2 separate regions of the Pan troglodytes genome follow, and region 2 is linked to region 1. A link is a contact called in public HiChIP or PLAC-seq data. All regions are on one chromosome and are shown on one strand. Each heading gives the region's core, a stretch centred on a gene start, on an enhancer-like site or on the middle of the called end of the contact. The rest is flanking DNA. Distances are from core to core; before and after follow the strand shown. Region 1 holds the start of GPBP1 (GC-rich promoter binding protein 1). Region 2 holds the start of SETD9 (SET domain containing 9).

Region 1 (7,573 bases), core at 2,059-4,558:
CATCCAGGTTTTTGGTCTTTTAAAATCTTTGTCAATCTGCTATTTGAAAGTGGTATATTACTGTTTAAGTTTTTCTGATTTCTAGTGAGGTGCGATAATTTTTCATATAATTATTAAATCCCCCCATATGTTATGTATGTATACACACACACACCCGGCTAGCTTGTTCATGCCCTTGACTTTTTATTTTTTATTTTTTTGAGACGGAGTCTTGCTCTGCTGCCCAGGCTGGAGTGCAGCTGCACTCGGCTCACTGCAACCTTCACTTCCCAGGTTCAAGCAATTCTCCTGCCTCAGCCTCCCAAGTGGCTGGGATTACAGGCGCCCACCTCCATGCTCAGCTAATTTTTTGTATTTTTTTTTTTCTGTCGCCCAGGCTGGAGTGCAATGCCAGGTTGGAGTGCAATGGCGTGATCTCAGCTCACGGCAACCTCCACCTTCCGGGTTCAAGTGATTCTCCTCCGTCAGCCTCCCAAGTAGCTGGGATTACAGGCGCTCCCCACCAAGCCTGGCTAATTTTGTATTTTTAGTAGAGACGGGGTTTCGCCAATGTTGTGCAGGCTGGTCTTGAACTCCTGACCTCGTGATCAACCCGCCTAGGCCTGCCAAAGTGCTGGGATTACAGGCATGAGCCACCGCATCCGGCCTAATTTTTTGTATTTTTAGTAGAAACGGGGTTTCACCATGCTGGCCAGGCTGGTCTCAAACTCCTAACCTCAAGTGATCCGCCCGCCTGGGTCTCCCAAAGTGCTGGGATTACAGGCGCGCACCACCACGCCTGGCTAATTTTTGTGTTTTTACTAGCTATGGGGTTTCACCATGTTGGTCAAGCTAGCCTTGAACCCCTCACCTCAGGTGAGCCACCAGCCTCAGCCTCCCAAAGTGCTGGGATTAGAGGCGTGAGCCAGAGCCACCACGCCCGGCCTAATTTTGTGTATATATATTTTTTGCTTTGTTTTTGTTTTTTGAGACGGAGTCTCGCTCTGTCGCCCAGGCTGGAGTGCAGTGGAGAGATCTCGGCTCACTGCAAGCTCCGCCTCCCAGGTTCACGCCATTCTCCTGCCTCAACCTCCCGAGTAGATGGGACTACAGACGCCCGCCACCACGCCCGGCTAATTTTTTTTTTGTATTTTTAGTAGAGACGGGGTTTCACCGTGTTAGCCAGGATGGTCTCGATCTCCTAACCTCGTGATCCGCCCGCCTCGGCCTCCCAAAGTACTGAGATTACAGGCGTGAGCCACCGCGCCCAGCCTAATTTTGTTATTTTTAGTAGAGACGGGGTTTCTCCAAGTTGTTCAGGCTGGTCTAGAACTCGCGACCTCAGGTTATCCGCCCGCCTCGGCCTCCCAAAGTGCTGGGATTACAGGCGTGAGCCACCGCGCCCGGGCTAAACTTTTTTTTTTGAGACAGGGTTTACTCTGTCGCCCAGGCTTGAGTGCAGTGGTGCAATCTTGGCTCACTGCAACTTCTCCCTCCTGGGTTCAAGCGATTCTCATACCTCACCCTCCCTAGTAGCTGGGACTATGGGTGCCCGCCACCACGCCCAGCTAATATTTGTATTTTTAGTAGAGAGGGGGTTTCCGCTGTGTTGGTCACCCGACCTCAGGTGATCCTCCAGCCTCAGCCTTCTGAAGTGTTGGGATTACAGGCGTGAGTCACCGCGCCCGGTCCGCCCTTAACTTTTTAAAAGAGTGGGTGTTATCTTTTTCTTAATAATTTGTAAGAGCTCTTTATATTTTCTTATGCAAATAAAACATACGCTAAGGATGGTAATCGAATATAAATATTAACTTGCTTGTGATTTACTACAATTGTTTCTCTGTTTCACTACCAGTTGTTCGACTTTATAGTGTCTTCTGTCACATGAAAGGCACAAATTGTGTGTCTAAGTTATCAGTTTTATCCTTGGGTTTTTTTTTTGTTTCCTTTATTTTTTCTTGGTTTGATATCATGCTTACACATAAAAGCACGAGCAGGTCCTCTCCCAACACGTAAGTTGCTTATACGGAAACAATGTGGTGTAGAGAAAAGAAAGTGGATCAAGCCCCTAATAGACTTGAGTTTAAATGTGGTACAGCCAAGTTGTGGCGCCCAACTTCCATATTCTGTAACGTTAAACACGTCAATCTCATCCTGTTTCCTTATCTGCAAAATAGTACCCACCCCAGAGGGTGATACAAGCATTAAAATGCCCGGCACGGGCAAGGCATCCAGCAAGTGTTAATTCCCTTTCCTCTGCCCCGCAGAGGGGCATTATTAATTGCTTAAAGTGGCCAACTCCCGATAAAGATTAAAACAGAAGGTTGGGGACGGTAAATTTTGGTGAGTTTACGTTCCACCCTTTTTCAGGTATCTTCTAGAAACATTCCATTAAACTACAAACCCCATAATGCATGTACAACTACCATAAAATTTCTACGTTATGAAGTCCTTGTGGCTTAGGGGAGGGCGAACAGCCAAATATCTTTATTTTCCAGACTTTCCCTCTTTGAGACAACCTCCCCCCACCTTCCCTCTAAACAAATGTGATTTTTCTTTTTCATAGAATGCCAACTTCCCAGGTGTTAAAGTGAGGCTACGGTTATAAGGCGAAAAGGTGTCACAATTAGAGAAACAACTTTGAACACGGTAATACTGATTTTTAAAAATCTCGAATGGGCTCTGTGGTTCTGATACTCTGGCTGTTGAAATAATTCACCTACTGCAGATTTAGTAGAAAGAAAAATAATTAGCATGATTATACCTAGTAGCCATTTCTACCCTCTTGAGAGTCTGGGCTTGGCTCCCCGCACGTCTGCTTTCCTCAGCCGCAGGGCTCCCGTGTGCACCTCTCATGCCTGACACAGTCCGCGTTCGCATGCCACGGTGGAGCATCCCCTCAGCGTGCCCTACCGCTCCGGCGCCGGCTCGGCAGATGTTCCGCCTGCGCAGAGCTGAGCATAGGCGCCGTGTGAGCGCCGATTCACCCAGGCCCGAGCGCGAGGCCCAAGCAGGGTACCCGGCGAAGGGCGTGCGCCGCAGCGTCTTCCGCAGCTTGAAGCTCGGAGGAGCTGCGGCGCAGCTTCGGGAGCTTAGAGCTGGGGAAGACGCTGCAGCGCGCGCCACTCGAGCCTGCGCGGCCGCTTCCCGGCGCAGCACCCCCCTCTCGCCCTCTGCGCGGCCCCACCAGCCCGGACTCCGAGGCAGCCCCGGACGGGGGGAGGTGCGGGAGGAGGGGCTCCTCAGGGAGCGGCGGGGAATTCCCCCTTCCACCGAACGTTCCCGATTGTTCACCGTCCTCACGTCAGCAGCAGGGGGTAATCCCCGACTCCAGCTGCTCCTGACGTCACCGCGTGGAGCCACCGCCCCCCGCGCGCCCCTGCTCCGGGGCCTCCTCGAAGCCCCGCCCCCAGCCCTAGCCACGCCTTCTCCCCCTCCCCCCAGGCGCCCGACGTAGAGGGCGGAGCTTCTTTGACCGCGGCGTGAGCGGTTGCTTGGGCCAGAAGGTTCTCTGGTGGAGGCGCTCTTCCTGGTGTCCCGCCCAGTAGGTTCGTTCGCACCGCTTCTTCCACACCCTTTCTCCCTCCTTCTCCTCGCCCCGCCTTCCCTCCCTCCTCAATCCCTCTAGTTCCTTCCCCGCCTCGCCACTGTCCGCGATCTCGCGAGACTTGGCCCAGAACATTGCGGATCGGGTCGGCGCCATTTTGGGACTGAGACTGGTTGTGGGGGAGGGAAAAGCGGCAAAAGGGGATTATTCAAAGTACCGAAAACCTTCTCCCGGGATCAGGCGCGGCGGCACCCCCAGGCCAGGGGCACCTCTGGTGGGGCAGAAGGTAATACCGTCCTCTAGGCTCCACGCCCGAGCCCGGGGGAGGAGGGGAGTGCCCGTGTCCGTGTTGGGGTTTGAGGGGTCGGGAGCGGCGTTGGTGGCGCGAGGTGTGAGGCTGCCCGCCGACGGAGGGGCGGCGAGAAGCAAGGAGTGAGAGGGGAGGGAGGCGCAGATAGGCCCCTCTAGGTATTGACTCGGCCGGGGTGGAGCGGAGGTGGTGGTTGTGAGGAGGGGGTGGGTGGTTTAGCCCCGGCGGCTTGGTTGGGGGGTGTTTGGCGTTTGGCGGAGGCTGGGAGCGAGTCCGACGCTCTCCGTGCTCGGCCTTCCTTCCCCCGGCCTCTTGCACACGCCCGCCTGGTTTTGCACCACTACCCTTCTCAGGGCTGAGGGAGTCGAGGCCGAGTTGTGGCCTTCGGCGGTTTCTTCAGCAGCGCCTCAGCTTTCCCCGCCTCTCCCAGGTCCGTGGCACTTGCCGTGGACTGGGCGAAGGCTACTTTGTTCCTCCGAGTCCTGTGGGGTCTGAGGGGACATGTGCATTTTTGAGAGAGAACCATTCTTTGGTTTACGAAAAGGGCCCTGTACCTTCCACCCCCTCAGTTTTGGGAGAAACCTGTTTTCTTAATTCGAGGAAGTGGAAACCTACACCTTCTAGCCCTTTGCTCCCTCAGAAGTGGGGAAGTCTCCTCGGGAGAATTTAAGAAGCGGGTTTGCCCTACTTCTAGTTCACCTTTCTGGCCTTACTGGGTGGGAATATGCCTCCTCTAGTAGACGTTCTGATTTGGAGGGAGCCTCTTTCTCTTTACACTTATCTCTGAGTTACATTTGCTAATGCTCCGTGGCAGCACACCTGTCTTCGCTTTCCTTGGTCCATCGAAGAGGGTTGGAGATCTTTTGTAAGATTATGTGCCAATTTCATAGTTTTAAAATTTATTCAAGGAGTATAAGGTTTGCTTATGTAATTCCCCAGTATGGGATCTGCACCCCTTCCCAGGTGAAATCTGCCCTTGCCCTCCATAATACCGTCACCTACCGTTTTTCCCTCCCTCTACTCCGATGTCTTATTCATTCAGTAGACTTTTATCGGGTGCTTGCTTGGGTAAAGAAGCCCTTTTCCAGGCTCCTGTAGGGTTATATAGAAGTGATTTTCTCTCCAGAGGTTGACTTTTTAAGTTGGGGATTGATTTTTTTAGCTCAAAATCAAAACTCAGTATGTAATTTTTTTTATAACTTTTACAGGTGATTGAATTACTCAGATATGAAGATCATCATCTAGGTTTTGTGTAAAAGGCCCCGGATATTTTAAGTGGCCATTTTGGATTTACAGTGTTTTTGGATAATTTTGCCCCAGAAGTTTATTAAAATTGGCAAGAATCGTCTGTGAAGTGAATTGATAGTAGTGAACAATTCAGCAAGCTACTTAAAAAGAGACCCAGGCAGCATTTCTTCAGTATTTTGGTTCAAACGGATTATATAACTGGTTACAGTATTTCAGCTGGTGGTAATTTTTGCCTCCCCTTCCCCCACCCCGTTGTTGGGGTTCTTCAGCCGAAACTGAGAGACGTTGATTTGTGTACTGAGTAGTTTCAGCAGTTTCAAATGACTGAGTATTGCTGAAGTTTCATGGCAGTTTATTTTTACCTTTATTGAAAGTTTTAGGAATTTTTGACTTCAGCTCTTTCATGTCACAATGGGACACTTTTTCTGAATGAAGACATTGAAAGAATACAGAGTTTTTTTCCTTTTATCTTTTATTTACGTGGAAATTTAAGATGTTGCAGTTTTCCGGCAGCATGGTAGTATTGAGATAGCTATGTGTGTCTCTGTATATATGCTGATGTTTAGGAATGCTCTTCAGATGTGAAATTTTCTTTTTGTTTTTGCTTTTTGGCTCGTAAATTGGATATTTCATCTGGAGTGGACAAGTACAACAGTGGCAAGTACATGGAATAATAAAGAAGACTTTGATCTTAAATCTAAAGAACTTGGCTAATTCGGGAGATAGCCATATGAAAACTTTAAAACAGAAGTATGGGTAGCTGACTTGAAGTAACTCTATGTCAAATAGTCGTAGGTTAAGTATCTTCAAAGAACTTCGATATTATTTCAGAGGATACAAAATAAAAATACAAACTGGAAAATAAAGATTACAGAGAAAAAACCAACACCTTCCTGTGCAGTCCTGTTGGAATTTGTAAGTACTATTATGGTGAGCAAATCAAATGTTCATTTGTAAACTGTAATGAGAGTTGAGTTTATCCTATGTTATTCTTGGAAGCCTTTCAGTTTCTTGCAGTAATATTGCTTGGTTTCAGTTTCCTTGACAGTCTGAAAACAACTATTAACCATTGTCTGAGTAAACTGAAATTCAGAAAAAACGTTTAAGGCTTAGGAACTTTTCAGATTCAAACAGTCCTAAGCTACAAGTTTTTGCGCTTTTTAAGTAAAAAGCTAAATTCATATGGCCGGTATATATTGCCTTAGGCTTTGAAGATTCATTCACAGTGGTAGAAAGGTAGGAAAAAATGCAACAAATAATTCACCACGTGTCTTCCTAGCCAGTTTGTATTCTAAATGCGTGTGCCTTGATAGCCAGTTGACTTTGCAAATGTGAGTTTAGACTGCATTCCAAATGCAGTTTAGTGTTGCATTTGGAGTTACATAGTTTGGTTATATTACAGGTAGTAGTTCTTAATGTATTTCATGAACTAGCTTGTTTTAAGGCATAGCTGTTCCTAACATATTAATCCGTTATAGAAATTAAGTTTTTGAAATAGTTTTGTTGAAATGGTTTTGTATTTCAAATTATTTCTTTACTTTCAAAAAAAAAGGGTATTACCAGGACCAGAAGCTCAGAGGAACTGAGCAAGCTGAATTAAGAACCTTTAAAATAACTTAAGAAAATATGAGTATACATTTTTTTTTCCACTCAAGAGGTTATGCTGGCCTAAGTTTGTAAGCAAAGCTTTTTTTAAAAAAAGTTGTGAATTAATTGCTATAATAGAAATTGTTTTGACAGGTGAGAGAGTTATCTTTTAATGTTTGTATTTTTCAGGATTAAACGGTGTTTTTAGTTACCGTTAGTTACTACATTTAATTTTTCAGTGAATCATAGGCATTTAGTGTTTTTTAAAGAGATACACTAAAATTTAATTTTTTTCCTCTTTGACTGACAAAATTTAATTTTTAGGCAGTTAATATTAGTGAACACATGAGTATAACTAAAATTAGAGGGTATTTCAATTAATTGTCTTTCTGAGACGAAAGACTAATTTTTATTTGAGACCGAGTTTCGCTCTTGTTGCCCAGGATGGAGTACAATGGCATGATTTTGGCTCACTGCAGCCTCCGCCTCCCGGGTTCAAGCGATTCTCCTGCTTCAGCCTCCCAAGTAGCTGGGATTACAGGTGCCCGCCACCACGCTCGGCCAATTTTTTTTTTTTTTTTTTTTTTTTTTTAGTAGAGACCTGGGTTTTCGCCTTTTTGGTCAGGCTAGCCTCGAACTCTTGACCTCAGGTGATCCTTGCGCCTTGGCTTCCCAAAGTGCTGGGATTATAGGCCTGAGCCCACGCGCCCGGCTGAGATTGCAATTTTTGAACTCTTTACCAAGATGGCCTAACCTAATAACTTGTCAGTTGCTTATTTTGAACCAATTTTTTTTTTGCTTAAACTGTTGAATCTTGCTAGCTCCCCTAGAGTGAAAGTGGTAGTAAATGTAAAATAGAGTTTTTTTCTCTGAAATTGATATTAGTTCAGTGATTTCCTTTG
Region 2 (7,451 bases), core at 3,674-6,173, 270 kb before region 1:
AGAGAGAGGGAGCAAGGGAGAGAGGAGATGCCAGGCTCTTTTCAACAACCAGCTCTTGCATGAACTCACACAGCAAGAACTCACTCATTGAGGTGCGGACAGCACCAGGCCATAGGTGAGGGATCTGCCCTCATGACCCAAACACCTCCCACTAGGCACATGTCCAACACTGGAGGTCACATTTTAACATGAGATTTGGAGGGATAAAAACATCCAAACCATATCACTACCTCAGTGCCTTTGCATTTCCCATTGGGAGAATCTCCCCGTGGATATTTTCAAGTTCGTTGCCTTCTTATTCAGGTCTCAACCATTCATGTCATCACCCTATCGAAAATTGATACCCCTAATCCCACACCATGTGACCCACATAAAGAGAGTGGGGTCCCAGCAGGAAACAGATAACACACACAAATTAAGACATTTGAAAATAATTGTGTAACGGCATGGACAGAATGAAGGGAAACCACAAGGATAGTACACAGAACTGTGGAGTTGGCAATAATAGAGTGCTGTTACCATCCATAGGCCTGAATGAAACCTGGAAACACAGAAGACTACATGGAGAGGACCTTAGGTTGGAATACAGCCAGTACACAGAGACCAGCACCTCACTCTCCTCTCTTCTTGCAGTTTCCTGCCAGTGCTCTCCACTGGTTGAATCCACTTGGAAGCAGGAAGATGAGGGACCTTGTTGATGTGCAAGCCAGTCAATCCCCCAGGGTGTGGACAGTGGATCTGGACAGGCTACATAAGATATCCAGCCCACTCTCTTCTCATTATCCTGCCTTGTTTTCTTTATGGCATTAATCACTGTCTGACATTATTTATGTGTTTACTTAGTATCTGTCTCCTGCACTAGAGCTCGGGACATAATAGAAGTTCAATAAATTATTTAAAAATCAAGTTAATCTCATTTTGAACTCTGGAAGTTACAATCTGTCCAGGCATACATGCCTTATTTATAATATTTAGGACACTGATGTTAAAGATGATTTTACCAGCCAGGTGCAGTGCCTCACGTCTGTAATCTCAGCACTTTGGGAGGCCAAGGCAGGAGGACTGATTGAGCTCAGGAGTTCAAGACAAGCCTGGGCAACATAGTGAGACCCCATCTCTACAAAATTAAAAATTAAAAAATTAGCCAGGCATGGTGGTGCGTGCCTGTAATCCCGGCTACTTGGGGAGAATAAGGAGGGAGGATTGCTTGAACCCAAGAGTTTGGAGGCTGCAGTGAGCTATACCCTGTCTCAAAAAAGAACATTTTTCCTACACAGTAGTTTTGTGATTTATAGCATAAATGGGTTTTAAATGGAAAACACAGCACATACATTCTTATATTCAATTGGGTAGAGTATTTGGGGAAACTGGAAACAACAGGAAGTGGGAAAAAGAGTCAGAAGAAGAGGGTAATTTTGGATAGCAGCATATCTCCATGCCCATCGTGGCCAATCTTTTGCTTGCTATCTATGATATATTATAAAACTGTCTGTCAAATTGTCATTCTTCATTCATCTGTATTTAAAAGTTATGTAAATCAATAAAGACAGATGATTTAAAAGACACTATGAACCAATGACCTACTTAATATTTATAGAACACTAAACCCAACAACTACAGAATATACACTCCTTTCAACTGAACACGGTATATTCACCAAGATAGAGTGCATGCTGGGACACAAAACAAGTCAATAAATTTAAAAGAATTGAAATCATTCATGTTTTCTGACACAACAGAATTAAACTAAACACCAGTTACAATAAGATATCTAGAAATCCCAAATATTTGGAAATTAAAAACACATTTCTAAATATTTCATGGATTAAAAACATAAATAACAAAGAAATTTTAAAAATATTTTGTACTGAATGATAATGAAAATACAACATATCAAAATTCCTGAGATTTGGCTACAGTAATGTTTGGAAGGATAGTTATAACTTTAGATGCTTCTATAGAAATGAAGGAAAGACCAAAATCAGTGACCTAATATTCTATTCTAAGAAACTAGAAAAAGAAGAGAAAAATAAACTACTTTATGTTTAAGTAGAAAACATAAAATAATAAAGATAAGAATATGACTGGTCACGGTGACTTATGCCTGTAATTCCAATTATTTGGAAGGCATAGGCAGTTGGGTCACCTGGGGACCAGTTCAGGCAACACAGTGAGACCCCATCACTAAAAATAAAAAAAGAGAGAAAAAAGATAAGAACAGAGGTCAACAAAATAAAAAATAAGCAGGGAAAAGTAATAAAGCCAAAAGCTGTTTCTTTGAAAAGATTGACAAACCCTCAATTACAATGATGAAGAAGAGAACACAAATCACCAAAATCAGGAACAAAAATGGGCTATTACAACAGATCATACAGACATTAAAAGGTTAGTAAGACAGTATTTATAAACAACTTTATACCAAGATATTTGACAACTTAGACAAAATGAACAAATTCCATAAAAATATAACTTACCAAACAACACAAGATGAAACGGACATTATGAATAGCCCTATATCTTTAAAATAAGTTGAATTTATTATCAAAGAAAATTACAAGCCCAGATGTTTTCACAGGCAAATTCTATCTAAAAATTTTAAAACATACTTCAAAATAAATGTGGGATGACAATAGCATATATTAAAACCTACAGAATCTGACCAAAGAGGTACTCATAACTGAGTAGTTATGTCAGAAATCCAAGGACGGGTCAACATTTGACAATGTGTCGTCATTCACTACACGAATAAATGAATAGAAACTATATGGTCATCTCAATAAGCAGAGAAAAGCATTTGATATTTATCATTCATTTAAAATTTAAAACAATAACAATTTTTGGAAAGTCAAAAATAGAACTTTAAAAAACTTCATAAAGTATACATACCTACTAGAAAACTACAGTAAATATTAAACTTGAAGGCAAAACCTCAAAAATAGAAGAATGCAGTAGACTTACACAAACCAATATGGGTAGATCTTCAAGATGTATTTTTGAGGAAATCAAAGAAGTTGTGGATCCTTATAATATTTTAACAATACTCACACAAAATACTATGTATTTTCTATAAAAACATACGCAGGTATGTAAATACATAAAAATAAAACTGGCAGAAAACACACCCGTCTGATAACTTCTGAGAAGCGCCAAGTACCAGGATTGGTGGAAGTACAAGGTACGGTGTTTGGTTAAGGGTGACTTGAGCTTTAGCTACCATGTTTCTATTTGTATAACTTTAGATGCTTCCATTAGAAAAGAAGAAAAGATTAAAATTAGTGACCTAATAACCTACTTTAAGAAACTAGAAAAAGAAGGTTTTCATTAATTACTTAGCTAACCAAAATTTAATTTTAATACCATAAATATAAAAAAACTGTAAAAATATACAAAAACTGATTTTTTTCTTTTTTTAGACAAGTACATTACCACAGGTAAAGATTAAACTAGTTCTTTTGGGTTCTCTGTTAAGTTTGGAGACTATAAAGAAACTTTCTTGTATGCCACTTATTAATACATCCTGGAACTGAATTGACTCCATTTAGCAAGTCAGGTAAATCTAGATTATGCCAAATTATCAAACAAACACAGAGTCTGAGAGAAAGCCTCTAGAGTTTGCTAACATTCTATATGATATGAACGAAATAGAGACATTGGTAGATACTCTTTCTCTTTATTTCTTTCAGAATAGAACAAATTAGTCCCGCAGCTACTGGCGATTGGCTGAATTTTTTTTTTTTTTTTTTTTTGAGACGGGATCTCACTCTGTCACCCAGGCTGGAGTGCAGTGGCGGATCTCGGCTCACTGCAACCTCCGTCTCACAGGTTCAAGCGATTCTTCTGCCTCAGCCTCCTGAGTAGCTGGGACTACAGGCACGTGCCACCAACGCTCGGCTAATTTTTGTATTTGTTCTTTTTTAGTAAAGACGGGGTTTCGCCATGTTGGCCAGATTGGTCCCGAACTCCTGACCTCAGGTCATCCACCCGCCTCGGCCTCCCAAAGTGCTGGGATTACAGGCGTGAGCCACTGCGCCCGGCCTTGGCTGAGTTTTTATTAGATCTGAGCCGTTCAATTTCAATAGTTTAGGATCCAACCTCACTCTCAGGCAAAGAATAGAGGAAATGATACCAACGTATTTATCTGTCAATAAACACTTGGTGATTTGAATATGGTTAAGGGATTCCTGTAGTTTGCCCCCCTTAAAACTGAACTTTGTCCAAACCTGTTCTAAATATGTGTGTGCGTGTGCATGCATCTGGGTGTTGGGGAGGAGCGGTCGTAAAGTTCCTTTTAAATTTCACCTATGGGGGACTACTTCCCACCTCATCCTATGAAGTCAACATTAGCCTAAATACCAAAGCCAGATTAAGACACTACAAGAAAACTACGAAACAATATCTCTCACGAACACAGATGCAGAACTTCTAGATAAAACGTTTCCAAATTGAAGTCAAGACCATATTAAAAGGACAAAAGCACCTCAGTGGTTGCTTGGGGACTGGGGGAGGGGCTGGATTACTATCTTGGCTGTGGTGTCGAAAACCTATCAAATTGTTCACTTTAAATATGTGCAGTTTATTGTATCCCAACCATTCCTCAACAAAGCTGTTTTTCAGAAACATTTGTCCATGTAGTTTTGCCTTTGAATGGTTGGGTCAATGAAGAGAAAAACGAGTGAAAATAGGGAATCATGACACTTCGTTTTTTTACGTGTAAATATTCGCAAAACGCCCAAACTGGTAACTTTGGGAACACGGGTTCACGCAGAAGAAGGGCTGCTGTCTAGGGAGGACTGAAACTCGGGTTCCCGAAGTCGGGCTGCTCTGGGGCCACGGAGAGAAGGGGAGAGAACGTCGAGGAAGAGGCAGAGCTCAAGTGGACGGAGGATGGAACACAGAGCGCGGCCGGGACAAAGGGGCAGGCCAGACAGCCGTGACAGAGAAACTAGGCGGTCCGCTCCTGGGACGCGGTCTCGGGGGCGGGTTCGCCCCTGAGGCCCGGTGACCCTTCGCCCGCAACCAGGGCTAGCGCGTGTGTGCGCCCACGGAAGCACCCGAGCGACCGGAGAAAGAAAAAGGGGTCAAGGGGACCTCCTTCCAGCTCTACGCGCCTCTCATTCAGAGAGGTGAGGTCAGGAAAGGGGAAGGACGAAGCCCCAGAGCAACAGAAGTCAGGCGGTGCCAGGAACACTGAGGGCGGAGCCAGGGGAAGGCGGCCGAGCGCGGCCCCCTCTCCTCCCGGGCCGGGGCGGGCCCGAGGCCTCGATCCGCCTTCCCCGCGCCGTCCTGGTCACGGCCCCGCGGGGCAGCCATGCCTGGCCGTCTGCTGCGGGGCCTGTGGCAGCGATGGCGCCGTTACAAGTACCGCTTCGTTCCCTGGATCGCACTGAACCTAAGCCACAACCCGAGGTGAGAGGGCGGGACGGCAGAACGAGGGGCACCTGCCTTCAGTTCCCAGACGCCACCACGGCGGCTGGACGCGAAGCGGAGAGCCTGAGGCGGACTGCCGGCCTGAGATGGGCGGGCCCGGGTGGGCAGGGACTGAGGTGGGCGGGCCGGGTGGGCGGGGACTGAGGCCTCGGAGGGGTTTAAGGAACGCGGGCCAGAGGCGGGCGGGGCCGAGGTTGGTGGAGTCCGAGGCCCGCTGGAAGCCTGAAGTGGGCGGTGGCTTCAGGTGGGCGGGGCCTATGGCCTCTTTCCCAGTGTCCGCTGCGCTGCCGGGCCCGCGAGGCCGAGCTCGCCAGCCGGAGGTGTCGCCTGTTCTTCCCTGTTGCGTTCGGCACTGACTGGGGAGCTTGTATCTGGGCAAAAATGGAAACTTTTTTAAAAGACTGCCCTTACCGCGTGAGAGTGCGTGGCTTTTTCTCCACCAGGGCTTAATTAGGTGCTTGAACTTCCTCAGAAAAGCCAAGCCAGGGTTTATTTTCATAGTTCATACAAGTAGTTCACGTGGTTAAAGAAGCCCATCCCGGCTGTGAGAATAGCGTGCAGTAGCTCGCGCGTTAAGAACGGGCAGAACGCCGCTCAAAAGCACGTCGGGATGGTGGGTTTCGGATTGGGGTGAGTCCCGCCGGCGTTATTAAGGGCGCACCAGTGATCAGCTCAACACGGTGCTCACCAAAGAGGCCGACCGGGCCTCCCTGAAGTCAGTGTCCGACAAATAGGGAAACAAAGCGGTTTCCCGAAGGTTGCATGCTAGGGAAACAGGAGATCAGTTGTATCATGACTACGGAACCGTGAGGCGGGAATTACAACCTTTTTGTTCAAGTAAAAATAATGCAGTTAGTACAAAAAGATAATGATTATGGAAATAAGAGATGCAGTCATTGAAGACGTTAGTCGTCCTGGAGGGAGTGTCACAAAGTATATGATGTTGAATTTGTCTTTGAAACTACAAGGCCATTTTTAGAAAGCCATTGAATGTGAGGTCATTCATTCTCATTGTGATGACATTCAGCTTGGCTGTTGGGTGTAGTACGGGAAAGAGCTGAACTTCGTTTCTGCCTCTGGCTCTCCCACTTACTGGCTTTGGGACCTTGAGCAAGTTCCCTAACAATTTTGCTTTCCTTGTCTGCAAAAATGGAATAATGTAAGGACCCCACAGCATGTGGTATAGAATGGGCCTTTCATAAGTACTGACTACTTGGGTGGGAAGTGTTGGGAGTTAGCTAACTAGAACTCCCTCAAACAATTCTTTTCTGAACTTAGTTTCCAGCCCTCCACACACATGAGAATAAGCTTATAGTTCCTTAAGGCCAGGAACCCAGAAGGTATGCAGGTAAGTTTGGCTTTTATCAGTTGAAGGGTAGTGAATAGAAACTTTTCCCATTTTCAGGACCCTCCGATATGTTCCAGAGGAATCCAAAGACAAAGTTATCTCAGATGAAGATGTCCTAGGAACATTACTGAAAGTTTTCCAGGCTCTATTCTTAAATGATTTCAATAAACAATCAGAAATCTTGACTATGCTTCCAGAATCTGTTAAATCAAAATATCAAGACCTACTGGCAGTTGAACATCAAGGGGTGAAACTGCTTGAAAACAGACATCAACAGCAAAGTACCTTTAAACCAGAAGAAATTCTTTACAAGACTTTGGGTTTCAGTGTTGCCCAAGCAACTAGCTCATTGATTTCTGCTGGAAAAGGTGTCTTCGTTACTAAAGGATTGGTACCAAAAGGCGCAGTCGTATCTATGTATCCTGGTAACAGCACGATTAATATTATACTTTGCCAAGCTTCTTACGTATTGATAAACATAAGTTCAGTAACATACCCAGCCTTGCAATCCTTAGAGTAAGGGATTAAATTGGAAACTCGAGTTTCCATAGATTTTTGCAATTCTAATTCGGAAATTAACTGTTTGTAAATTGTTTTGTGTTAGAAAGTATCCTGGAGTATTTGTTGGGATAAATGCACTTTTTCTTTCAAGGAAAGCTTTCCTGTCAACGTTTAA

What was found. HiChIP or PLAC-seq counts read pairs in DNA pulled down with a chosen protein or histone mark.
Region 2: an H3K4me3 HiChIP or PLAC-seq map of stem cell-derived excitatory neurons shows a contact between it and region 1, with 6 times the contacts expected there. The contact joins the promoter of SETD9 here to the promoter of GPBP1 in region 1. A contact is called at or near these places in 1 of 7 Hi-C or Micro-C datasets (stem cell-derived neural progenitor cells) and 1 of 1 datasets of contacts at active chromatin or transcription factors (stem cell-derived excitatory neurons).

What each region holds. Positions count from the first base shown.
Region 1 is chr4:57,452,420-57,459,992 of NHGRI_mPanTro3-v2.0_pri, reverse strand. GPBP1 (GC-rich promoter binding protein 1) reads left to right here and starts at 3,308. Exons shown (of 13, transcript XM_009449137.4): 1 at 3,308-3,527; 2 at 5,045-5,999.
Region 2 is chr4:57,726,507-57,733,957 of NHGRI_mPanTro3-v2.0_pri, reverse strand. It overlaps SETD9 (SET domain containing 9), which reads left to right and starts at 4,923. Exons shown (of 6, transcript XM_063811230.1): 1 at 4,923-5,406; 2 at 6,833-7,200. The coding sequence starts at 5,309. It overlaps LOC107974736 (a long non-coding RNA gene), which reads right to left and starts at 5,530. Exons shown (of 8, transcript XR_008548237.2): 1 at 5,443-5,530.